2 separate regions of the Zea mays genome follow, and region 1 is linked to region 2. The links are chromatin contacts, called in public Hi-C maps. All regions are on one chromosome and are shown on one strand. The core of a region is the stretch at or near the end of the contact, and the rest is flanking DNA. Distances in the headings are between cores, read along the strand shown. Region 1 holds the start of LOC100192112. Region 2 holds the start of LOC103654846 (brefeldin A-inhibited guanine nucleotide-exchange protein 1).

Region 1 (5,770 bases), core at 658-3,157, 260 kb before region 2:
CCCGCCCCCCTTTTTGGGGATCTGGAATAATAATACTACAGCAATGCAGAAAATATAGGGTGCCTATGATGAAACAAACATCTTTTTTTTACCCTAGTAGTACTAGTGCCGTCGCCGGAGTTGAATAGCGCACGCAATTAACCCATCCGCACTCTTAAAGAAAGGTGAGGGTAACCGGATCCAATGTGGCTGTGAGGGGAGTGTGGTCACTGGTCAGCACTCGGCACGGCTTTTGCACGTGCCTAGGGTCTTTACCATTTTGTTTAGGAGGAGGAGGAGGGTCATGCACAGCACTGAAGAAGAGCCCCCTGATTGTGCTTAATTAGCGGGGGCATTGAATGCTCTGCATGGACGACGGACGACCACCACCGCCAGTCCGCCACCACCTCAAGCAATCAATGCCGTAGGTCTAGAAATGGCAGCGCGCAATGGCCAGCCAACGATGCCGACCACGAATCCCCACTGTGCGCGAGATTACCCCTCTTTACTGCTGTTTTTTACTGCCGCGCCGCCGCGGAGGAGACAGTTTTCCACACGCTACCATACAGTTTAATGCACCCCCGAAAACCCAATGCGTAAAAATACGTAATGAAACGTACTACTAGTAAAATAACTGAGAATACCTAGGCTGCTAGGCAAGTAGGCAAGCAGACATGGGCCCATGGTTCCCCGTTCCCGCCAAAAAACATAGCGAGAATGGGTGTGTTGCTAGTAGTACTAGCTAGCCTATTTGCAACGTATTTTCGTAATACTGTAGTTCCTAAAACTGCGAAGCTGATGCCGTCACGTGCACTGTACGCAGCAGTGCAGCAGTAGTAACTGTAAGATGTGTGGTTTTTTTTTTCTTTTACCCGCTTCTTCTACAAGTGTCATTATTACCGCACAAACACAGCCGGAGCCGGGGGCGGCGTAGCATGATGCGGGGGCTGACGGGCTGTACAGTGGCGTGAGTAAAAAGAGGACAAGGGTGGTCGGGGCCAGGCCTGGCAGGATGCCCGGGCGCTGCGGCCTCCTTCAATTCGGCTGGGGACAGGAAAAAAAAGGTAAAAAAAAGGGGCAGAGGAAACCAAAGTCTAATCTAAAGAAGTAAAAAAAAAACAAAAGGCAGAGGCGCAGGCGACTGTCCGTATGGAACTACAATGGCCACCCACCGACAGGCAGAAGATAACGCTGCTGCAGATGCTAATGCATTACGCACAGGTACATGATTAGCAGCAGTAAAGAGAAAAAAAAAATCTCTGGCGAAACGCAAGCTAGTATACCTTAATCACTTCGTCCGTGGAGTCGTCGAGCACCTGCACCACCAGCCGGTCCGCCGGCCACGACAGCCCGCACACGGCGCCGATGGACAGCTGGTACACCTGCAGAGAACGCACGCCCGCCCGCCCGTGGCACCACCGCAAGGCAACCAAGGTTATTAGTGACCCAACGAATCCGGAGTAAAACCGCTGCAACGGGCGCTTGGCCGGCAATGGCGGCATGGCGCTGCAATGTAATGCGGCGGCGGGCGGGGGGGTACGGACCTCGCGCTCGTTGAACATGGGGATCTGGACGAGCACGACGGGGAACGCGGAGGAGCCCAGCTCCGGGTCGTCCTCGGGGAGGGGGTCGCAGCGGTAGCGGCGGTCGGGGCGGAGGCGGAGCAGGCGCACCCCGGAGATGACGACGGCCATGTACACGCGCTCAAGGAACAGAAGCACCGACATGGTGAGGCACACGGCCACCGCCAGCCGCAGCAGCGGCACGATCACCGGCGCGCGCACCTGCGACCACGCCTCCGGCAGCGCGTCCATCGCTCTCGCTCTGGCTCCGGCGGCGCCGCGGGGGTAGGGGGGTGGGCTGGGCGCCTGGGCCGCCTGCCTGCCTGCCTGGGCTCGGCTCGGCTCTGTGTGAGTGTGACTCGGGCGGGCGGACGGGGCGGGCTGCGGGATGCGAGTGCCCGGAGTGAAGGGGTTTATAGAGGCCACCACCCACGTGCTTAGCCTCAGCCCTCAGCGCCGCATCAGAGGGACGCCGTAGGGTTTTGTGTATGCACTGTACTACGCCCTAATAATAGCCTAATACCTCCTCCCTCAATCCCACCGCACTTATTTCTTTTCTCTCTCTCTCTCTTCGAATCTACTACTGAAGACCAAGCACGCAAGCATTTTTCAGATGTTTTTTTTTACTGCGACCTACCTACTAGCACGAATATATATATATATATATATATTTTAGCGTGGACTCGATGAAACTGCAAGTGTGTGTGTGTGTCGGTTGGCATTGGCGCCAAATTGAGATGCAGATCCAGTTTGCGTCGTAGAGAAAGAACATGGCCGTCCATTGATCCGGGCCATTAGAGAGCACCGACGAACGCGAGCCCGTCGGTCGCGTCAGTCGAGTCGTGGCCGAGCATGTTCACTGCGCTGCGCTAGCTCTCACAGCGACAGCGCTGCTCCAGCTCGGCACAAGAATATTTTTTTTCTCTCTTTTTACTACTAGCGTCTGATCGTCACGCACGCACGCACGCATCATCTCTGCTGCACTGTTTGACCTGTGAAATGAAAGTATAAGTGTATTATGTATAAGCGAGGAGGTGATCTGGGATCCAAGGCCGATGCAGAGAAGAAGGGCCGTGGAAAGGAGGAGGAGGAGGAAGAAGAAGAACAAGTGCAGCATGATTGGCGCGCGGAAGGCGACGGTAAAACGTGTCGACATGGACGATCGGGCGCCTGACAGTAAAAAGCAGAGGATGGGATAGAGTCGGCTGGGGCCGTCAGTGGTAGTCCCGGACTCCCGGTGGGGGCGGACGGGACGGGGGTAAATGGGCCCTGCGAAGGGTGTCGGTGGCGCCGCTAGCTGGCGATAAGGGGGTGTGTGTGTGAGTGTGACGCTGCCGCAATGGCACTTGTACTGCTGGCTGGAACCTGGAAGCAGCACGAGCTCGTGTCATGGGGCGTCGTCAGTTGTGCCGGTTCCTGCCGTCTGTCTAGCCTGAAGATGAGCTGCCTGGTTGGTTGGCTTGGAATCAGGTTCTACTCGCTCGAGGTCGAGGAGAGTTGAGCGCTGGTAGTGTAGTACTAGCCTGGTAGAGACTGCAGTAGGTCTTGCAGACAGAGCGCACTTTTGGGGTTCTTGGGATTGGCTTCGATTAATTACAGAGCGCAAATTAGAAGAAAAAGGGCGCAAATTACAGAGCGCAAATTAGACCAAAAGCGTTGCGAAAGCAAGGATGGAAAAAGGGCGATTAGAGGGGGGGGTCAAGTTCCTATGCCGGAGTCTGCAAAAAAAAAGCTGAAACATTATGTTTCCATTAATTCTTAAAAAAATGTAGTCATGCAGATGCAGGTGACCGCAGTGGAAGAGCCTTTCTTCCTCCTTGATTTTCGCGGAGATGATTTGCCTGAATCACAGGCCAAAAAACTGCCGGAAAACCACATCAGCAAACCCCGCCCTGTCGACCGTTTAACGTTTAGCTGTGCAAAAGGCCGGCCGGACCCGTTTTGATCTTCTGTCAGCGCACACAGGGCCACCACCCCGGTATCCATGGGCGAATTTAGGGGGTTATCGGGTCAGCAGGCCCCGATGAAGTTTATAAATTTTTTTAGCGAAACACCGTTATGTTAGATTCTATGTTGCCTAGTATCGGTTACTAAGTCTCTAGAATACCAACATGTCTAAAATAACTTGATGATGAGTAGATCTATTCTACTGAAGGGTATAGGTATATATATACTGTCGTTATTGTTCCTAGCCATCATTGCGGTGACGTCTTGCAGTGAAGGCTCGCCTTCTACTACTTCTTGATCTCTCTGCGTGTGGCGAGAAGATTGGTTCTCGTCGTTGATCGGCGGTGGATCTGAGACATAGTCACAGGTATTCCAGTCACTCCGAACGCCTAGGAGATCGGTTCCTCTCAGTATGTCGATTAGGGTTTTAAGGTCGAGCGATTAGTGTTGGCTAAACATATCGGGCACCTTAATCTATTTATATGGCGTCGTATGACCGAGGGCTGCAACCAACGGTTAGGATAGCCCCCCCCCCCCCCCCCCCCATCAGGGGCACGGTTAGGATTAACCCTATCCTGGTTACTGTTAACCGGCTAGTGTAGAGAACACATCCTAATAATCTCTCATTTGTTCTCTACATACCTCTCACTCAAACTTTTATGAATTCCATCCTTTGACAAGTTTACACATAGAGACCAATGTGTGACAATGATCTATTAAGTATCACCGCATTCATTGGCTACAACATGCTCCCCTGCTTCAGAACGAAAAGATTTTACTAGGTTGCAATTTGTAGCCCATGTGATTTAGGATCATAGATGCTCCCTTAAACCCATACCGGCTGCGTGCTTACTAAACACGTTGGGTGGAAGACCTTTTGTGAGCGGATCCGCAAGCATCTGATGGATTCTTATATGCTCAACTTGAATGGTGTGATCAGAATCTTCTCCTTAACAATATAACACTTAATGTCAATATACTTGGCAGAGCCACTTGACTTATTGGAGAAAAATACCGCTGGCTCATTGTCGCAGTAAATTCTCAGTGGTCGCTCTATGCTATCAACCACTCTTAGTTCGGGTACAAATTTCTTTATCCATATCGCATGTCCAGTTGCCTCATACGTAGCCCCAAAGTCAGCGTGCATTGTCGACGATGCTCTCATTGTCTGTTTGCAACTCTTCCAAGAAATAGCTCCCGCGGAGAGCATAAAGATATACCCTAAAGTGGACTTCGGTGTATCTCTACACCCTCCCCAGTCGGCATCTGCATAGCTGGTATCAGAGCCCGGTGCTTCATTAGAGCCTAACCGCTCGAAGTGATGTCGGGAGATCACGCCAAGAAGGTGATGGAAACCGGCGACAAGCCCACTACAAGCCACAGGAAAGCTTCATCGAAAGAGTCCCGCAACAAGGGGAAGGGGAAGGAGAAGAAATCCTCTTCCCACAAGTCGCATCGGAGTGGCGACAAGAAAAAGAAGATGAGGAAGGTGGTCTACTACGAGACCGACACTTCATCACCTTCCACCTCTAGCTCTGACGCGCCATCCATTACTTTTAAGCGCCATGAGCGCAAGAAGTTTAGTAAGATCCCCTTACGCTATCCTCGCATTCCTAAACATACGCCTTTACTTTCCGTCCCATTAGGCAAACCACCAACTTTTGATGTTGAAGATTATGCAAGGTGGAGTGATTTAATGCGATTTCATCTAACCTCACTCCACAAAAGTATATGGGATGTCGTTAAGTTTGGTGTACAGGTACCATCCGTAGGGGATGAAGATTATGATGAGGACGAAGTGGCCCAAATCGAGCACTTCAACTCCCAAGCCACAACTATACTCCTCGCATCTCTAAGTAGAGAGGAGTACAACAAGGTGCAAGGATTAAAGAGCGCCAAGGAAGTTTGGGACGTGCTCAAAACCGCGCACGAGGGAGATGAGCTAACCAAGATCACCAAGCGGGAGACGATCGAGGGGGAGCTCGGTCGCTTCCGTCTTCGCCAAGGGGAGGAGCCACAAGATATGTACAACCGGCTCAAAACCTTGGTGAATCAAGTGCGCAACCTCGGGAGCAAAAAATGGGATGACCACGAAATGGTTAAGGTTATTCTAAGATCACTTATTTTCCTTAACCCTACTCAAGTTCAATTAATTCGTGGCAATCCTAGATATACACTAATGACTCCTAAGAAAGTAATCGGGAATTTTGTGAGCTTTGAGTTCATGATCAAGGGCTCAAAGAAGATTAACGAGCTTGACGATCCCTCCACGTCCGAAGCAC
Region 2 (5,895 bases), core at 1,481-3,980:
CAAGTTAGAAGTTACATACCTTTCAAAAATATTTGGTGCATCTACATCACAATCATAGTTCACAAAGATATCAATAAGAACCTGAGATTCTTTACAGATCTTCTCCAACAAGTTTAGAACTGTCATTTTTTGTAGAAAGCTAGGTTGATGGACATTCTCAAGAACCCTTAGAACAAGCATTGGAAAGAATATTCCAATTTCCTCTTTCAGTCCAGATCTAAACCTTGACAGTAAGCCCACAAATATGGAGCACAACAACTGGAAAATACTCATTGCTGACAAAGCACTGTTCTTCAATAAGGACAAACAAAGATACTGCTTGATTGCTCCAATGTACCTGAATCAGAAAAGAACTTTCAGTCAAATAGTTTTATTTGCTGTCAAGATCACTCCTTCCCAAAATAACCTAAAGAAACTTCACAAAGTCTCAATGCTGTAAGAGCACAATTGTAAGAGATTCGTTGAAGTCGAAGGTTGAACAATATAATATTTCAAAAGTACCAAGCTTTATTATGTCAAGATCAAAGTAATTTCAACACTCCATTACAAAAGTAACCTAAAGAAAACTTCATTGAACCATAAAGGCCGATAACTGTATGTATACTCTTGTAATAAATTTGCTTCGGAATTACCCTTTCTACTTTACAAATAAAAAAGTGGAAAAAACAACATTAAGCCTATTTCGCTTGATTAGTGCAAAGTTAAGCTATATGTAGGACAACATTCATTTTTGCCCCCTTTTCTGACCAAGTGGCTATTATAGTACATAGCAGCCAAGTAGTAATACCATCCCATTTTCTTCCTTTTCAGTGTGCTTTGGACCCTGTGACTTGTTGTTTATTTGGTCTTTCAGTGAAAGAACCATACAATAAACTTAACAAACCCCAAATGAAAACAATCAAGATATCATTCAGACTATTCAAGCAAGTTCCTCAGGACCTGATTGATTCGAACACAGATTCAGAATGAAGACATGTGAGGGTTTTGACAAATAGGTAATCAGCACTTTCACAAGAAATCATCTGCCGACCAGCCATCCACCTTGATCCTAGAGCTTTTCTAAGTGCTGGTAATAACCTATACCTAAGTACCTATAGATTTTCCTTAATCCTTTTTGTTTTCAAACCTTGCATTCGTGATATAGAATAAATATTTTTAGATGAATACCAAAAATAGAATAAGAGAAATATGTTGACATAACTGAGTAGGCAAATTAGAGAAATATTATGTATAATAGCATAAAAAGGATGAAACATAATTTTAGAGCTAATATGGTGTATGCTTAATGGAACACCTTAGCAAACAAGAATGCTCCACATAGATTTAACATTATACACTACGCCATCCTCCATCCTCCCATTAGACATTAGTCATTTTATACTTCAACGGCACTGCAATGGTGAAATGCACAGTAGGTCCCTAAACTATTTCCGAAATAGTTGTAGTTCTATAAAATTTAGTTAAAAATTGAAATCCACAAGGCTGGAAACAACTACAGGTACGGGGTCATACTTTTCATTTGTTCTCCAGAAAGGGCCAGCATTGTCGATAACCATTTTCAGCAACTCAAGTGACAACACCTTGCCGCGCAGCAACATCTGATCCTCAGGGTTATCTGGCGTCGAGAACTTCATTGACAGCTTACACAGGTTCTTCAAGAGTGCAAGCCCATCCTCTCTAATCTTGCTCATCCCAGTATCCTCCTTTCCATCCACCTCGGTTGGCTCCAAATGTGACCCTGGCTCTGGTGCAACACTCCCCTCCATTGTCTCGTTTATAAACCCCTGAGCCACCTGCACGATGCTGGAGTCGTTCAGGTTGCGATCAGACACGTCCATCATCTCCGTGATCGACACCGTCCGAATGCGCACGTCCATCGAATCCACCTCCACGCGTGCAAACACAATCAGCAGGACCTGCGCCAGCGCAAGCTTGGCGCAGAGCTGATTGGCCCCACTGTTGCTGCTGAGGTATATGTTGTAGCAGGTCTTGAGCACCTGGCCGAGGCCCTCCCCGCGGATGGCGACAGTGGGGCACCGCGCGGCGGCGATGATAACACGGAGGGTGGCAAGCTCCATTGCATCATCAGAGAGAGCGCCACAGGTAAGGACGGCGGTGAAGAGCCTGGAGGTGGGGGAAGAGGCATCGTCCCCGGCGCAGCCGAGGTCGCCAAAGAGGAGGCGGTGGTAAAGAAGTTTGGTGACGCAATCGAGAGCGGGGTCGACGACCTTGGGCGAAGCTGACTCGAGAGCGAGCAGCAGCGCGTGGAGGGCCGCGTCGGCGGCGGCGGAGGGCAGGCCGAGCAGCAGCGAGGATTGCGGCGAGATAGGGTCCGAAGACGGGTATGCCGGCGATGAAGAGAGGAGGTCGAGTGCCGCCTTTGCCGCGGCCACGAGCGCTGAGTGCTTCCGCCATGCGGCGTTTTTTATGATCCGGTCCAGCGCCGGACCCAGAACGCGGCCCGACGGAGACGCCCCGCCGAGTGGCATCGTGGACGTAGCCATGGTGAGGGGTTCTGTGCGTTGGTTTTCGCCCTCGTGATGACCGTCACATCATTGGGGGAGGGGTGGAGATCTGAGAGAGGGAGGTGGAAGAAATTGGAATGGAAAGAGGTGACGGGTGCGTGGGGAGGAATTGAGCGGAGGAGGAAGACGAGGGAGCGAGGGGTAGGGCTGGAACTTTGACTTTTCATGTGCGCACTCAAACAGAGGATGGAATCACAATTTTGGTGGTTGACTTGTAGGAGTAGTTTCTAAAATACTCTCTCAATTCCAGAATACAAGTCATTCAAAAACTCTTAAAGAGTCAATGTTTTTTAAATTTAACCAAATTTATACAATAAATTAATAAAATTTACGATATCAAATGCCCTAAACCTTATATCATTAGAATATTCATTAAATATATTTTCATATTATATCTATTCAGTGTCATAAATCTTTATGATTCTGTCTGTACTTTTGATCAAACTTGAAAACTTTGACTATTCAAGAATTTTAGAATGACTTATATTTTGGGACGGATAGAGTAAAAAACAACTCCATCCGTACTAAAATACTAGCCGTTTTAGCTATTGGTTTTTATGTTTATATTCAAATATATAAAAAAACATAGAAACTTGTATAAAACACATACATTGAATATTGTATAAACTAATTAATTAACTAAAATAAATTTTAATTTGGAACGAAGGGAGTATATTGTTAGTACCAAAATATGAAGAGCTACTACCAAATATAAACCAATGTATACCTTCTGTTTCGATTTAGTCATTTTGATTTACTAGATACTGTTTTGATTTATTAGATATATAAATTTTTATTATCAATTTAAATATTCGTATAGTTTAGATCAAATGATGATATTACCACAAAAGTTATTATTGGATATAGATCAAATCACAATCATTTTTATAGGCGATTATTCTTTATTGATTATTTGAATCGTAGTATTTTGTAAAAAAAATATAACGGGTTATTTGTTCTAATTAATGTTTTTATTTAGTGTTGTATATCTTGTATTAAATCATTCTGCTAGTAGAATATAATTATCAAGTTTCATGATATTGTGGTGAAAAAATCATTGCAAACATAAATATTTAATAATTTTCTAAGGTTATGTTAAGTATCTCTCATACTATGTTAAGGATGTTATATACTATCATATTTTTTATACTATTGTATTTGTTTATTTGCAATTACTAGTATGCCCCTTTGTTTTTTAATACGCTTTTTAGTTCAAAATGAACTAAGAGCGTCACCAGCTGTTTTGTAAAAAACTCCCTAAAGTCAGATGTTTAGTAGGATTTAAAAATATATATATTTTCCAGTAGTTCTCTATTTTAGCTGCCAAATATTTCAAAGTATGTCAGCTAGAAACTCCTCTCGCTCTCACGTTCTAAACAAATTATATTCTTCTCATCAAATGTAAACATGTTATTTTTTTGTAGTGGTTCTAAAATTATGCGTACAACGTAGACGCAAATTTCTATGATTCATGGATTCCAAACATGACCTAAATTACAAACTTCAGAAATAAAAAAGTGTAACATGCAGCAAAATTATTTTCCAAGAAATAGGCAGAAGTTTATTAATAAAAAATATAAGAGAATACAAACAGAAGACATATAACACTAATCTCGCACAAAAAAAGAGGCTTTGAGGAGTTCCTTTCGGGTTGCCAAATGTGGGGATAAGAAAGGATTAAATAGCAACTTTTTAAATTTAGCAACATCGTTTAGGATATTATTAGAGACGTGTTTTTCTAATAACTTCTTAAACTGAGATTTAGAAACTTTTTATGTAACAGTTGGAGATGCTCTAACCGGCCTCAAAGTATTTGAGAATGGAGGTATTATAACACAATTGCTAATGTTACTTAAAACCAATGTTACATTAGCTATTGGTTTTTATATCTAGTACACGTACCTTATGACTTCTTCGTAACATGAGAATAATTTTTATGCGGACGGATCTTATTTAAAACACTGTTTCAGCATTACTTTATCTATTTTTATTTACTCTCCTTATTCTCTGCCATTTAAAAAATAATTTCTCTATCATGTATCGCAATACAAAAAGCTTTAAAGAAACTCTCAATGACACCATCACACCACGACCCGATTTCTCTCTCGCGCCATCGTCTCGTCCTTCGAGATGCGCCATCACTTAATTATTTAGTGTCATCTAGACGAACTTGAACATTTTATTTCGTGAAGTAATTTTATTTTATTTCATGGATTAAGAGATTTTGTTATTAAATTAGATTTATGTGAGATACATGTTTTATATTTTGATCTCTTTGAAGCCATAGAGGACGTGTTTTGGTTCTGCTTACGGCTGGAAATGAAATTGTGGGCTGGAAATAAAGTTGTAGCAGTAACTCGACTCGGTTTAGATCGGTTTGGCACTCCGAACGTGTTTGAACCAAGCCTATTTTTATGGCTCGTGAAAAGAACGAGTCAGCTCGACTCGTAAGCTAGCTCATGACTCGATCCAACAACAATTAGTTACATAAAATCTTAATTCGTATATAATATTAATACCAAATAGACAATTAATTTATGTTTTTTGAGATTACTATACAAATTTAATATATTTTCTATATCATATTAGTAATATATTTATTTTTACTAATTTAAAATGTGTTATTTAAATTACTTTTGATATTTTATATTATAATTTGTAGTGCAAGTTCCCATGAGCGAGGCGAGTCGAGCCGACTTTTTCAGACTCGTTAGATGAAAGAGCCGAGCCGACTGCGATCGGCTTGGCTCATTTCCACCCCTAGTTCTGATTTTGAAACATGCTTATGCTTTAGAAAAGCAAAAGCTAAACCAAATATGTTCAACTTTTGCGCAGCTACTTTAAAAAAACAGGTTTTATGTAGTAAATAGTTTAAATGTCACTTTTATTTCAGTTAGCGGATATACTTAGTTTAGAAATTAGGGGTCCGTTTGGTCGGATGGTGGCTATAAAAAAGTTGTTGTGTGTAGGAGTTGTGAAAAAAACTATTGTAGTTTGTGAGCTGTAAAAAGCTCAAAGTCGTCTGGTGCAAGCCGCTAAAAATCTTCTATATATATTGTAAAGTTCTTTTATCCGAAAGCCGGAAAACAGGTCTAGATGTAATTTTAAATTTGCATTATGGAAAAGTTGGCTTTTAAGGAAAAAATGTTAAGTAGATTTAGCCCGTTTAGCTTTTGGAGACAGAATCGTAGCAAAAAACAAATCAAACACATATTTACTCATATTTAGTACAACATCTCAGCCTTACATTGTTTTGTTAATTGTTTTTTGAATATTAGATTTTTGTAAGACTGAAATTATTATATTTTATTTGATTAAGCATGGATTAATGATTTGTTTGATCACTAGTTTTCTCCTCAATCTCCTATAA

What was found. A called contact is a pair of places that touch in the nucleus more often than the background predicts.
Region 1: a Hi-C map of leaf shows a contact between it and region 2, with 3 times the contacts expected there. The contact joins the promoter of LOC100192112 here to the promoter of LOC103654846 in region 2. A contact is called at or near these places in 3 of 25 Hi-C or Micro-C datasets (ear and leaf).

What each region holds. Positions count from the first base shown.
Region 1 is chr4:242,641,065-242,646,834 of Zm-B73-REFERENCE-NAM-5.0, reverse strand. LOC100192112 reads right to left here and starts at 1,907. Exons shown (of 9, transcript NM_001137535.1): 1 at 1,524-1,907; 2 at 1,263-1,361. The coding sequence starts at 1,793.
Region 2 is chr4:242,377,646-242,383,540 of Zm-B73-REFERENCE-NAM-5.0, reverse strand. It overlaps LOC103654846 (brefeldin A-inhibited guanine nucleotide-exchange protein 1), which reads right to left and starts at 2,730. Exons shown (of 12, transcript XM_008681669.3): 1 at 1,513-2,730; 2 at 20-337. The coding sequence starts at 2,504.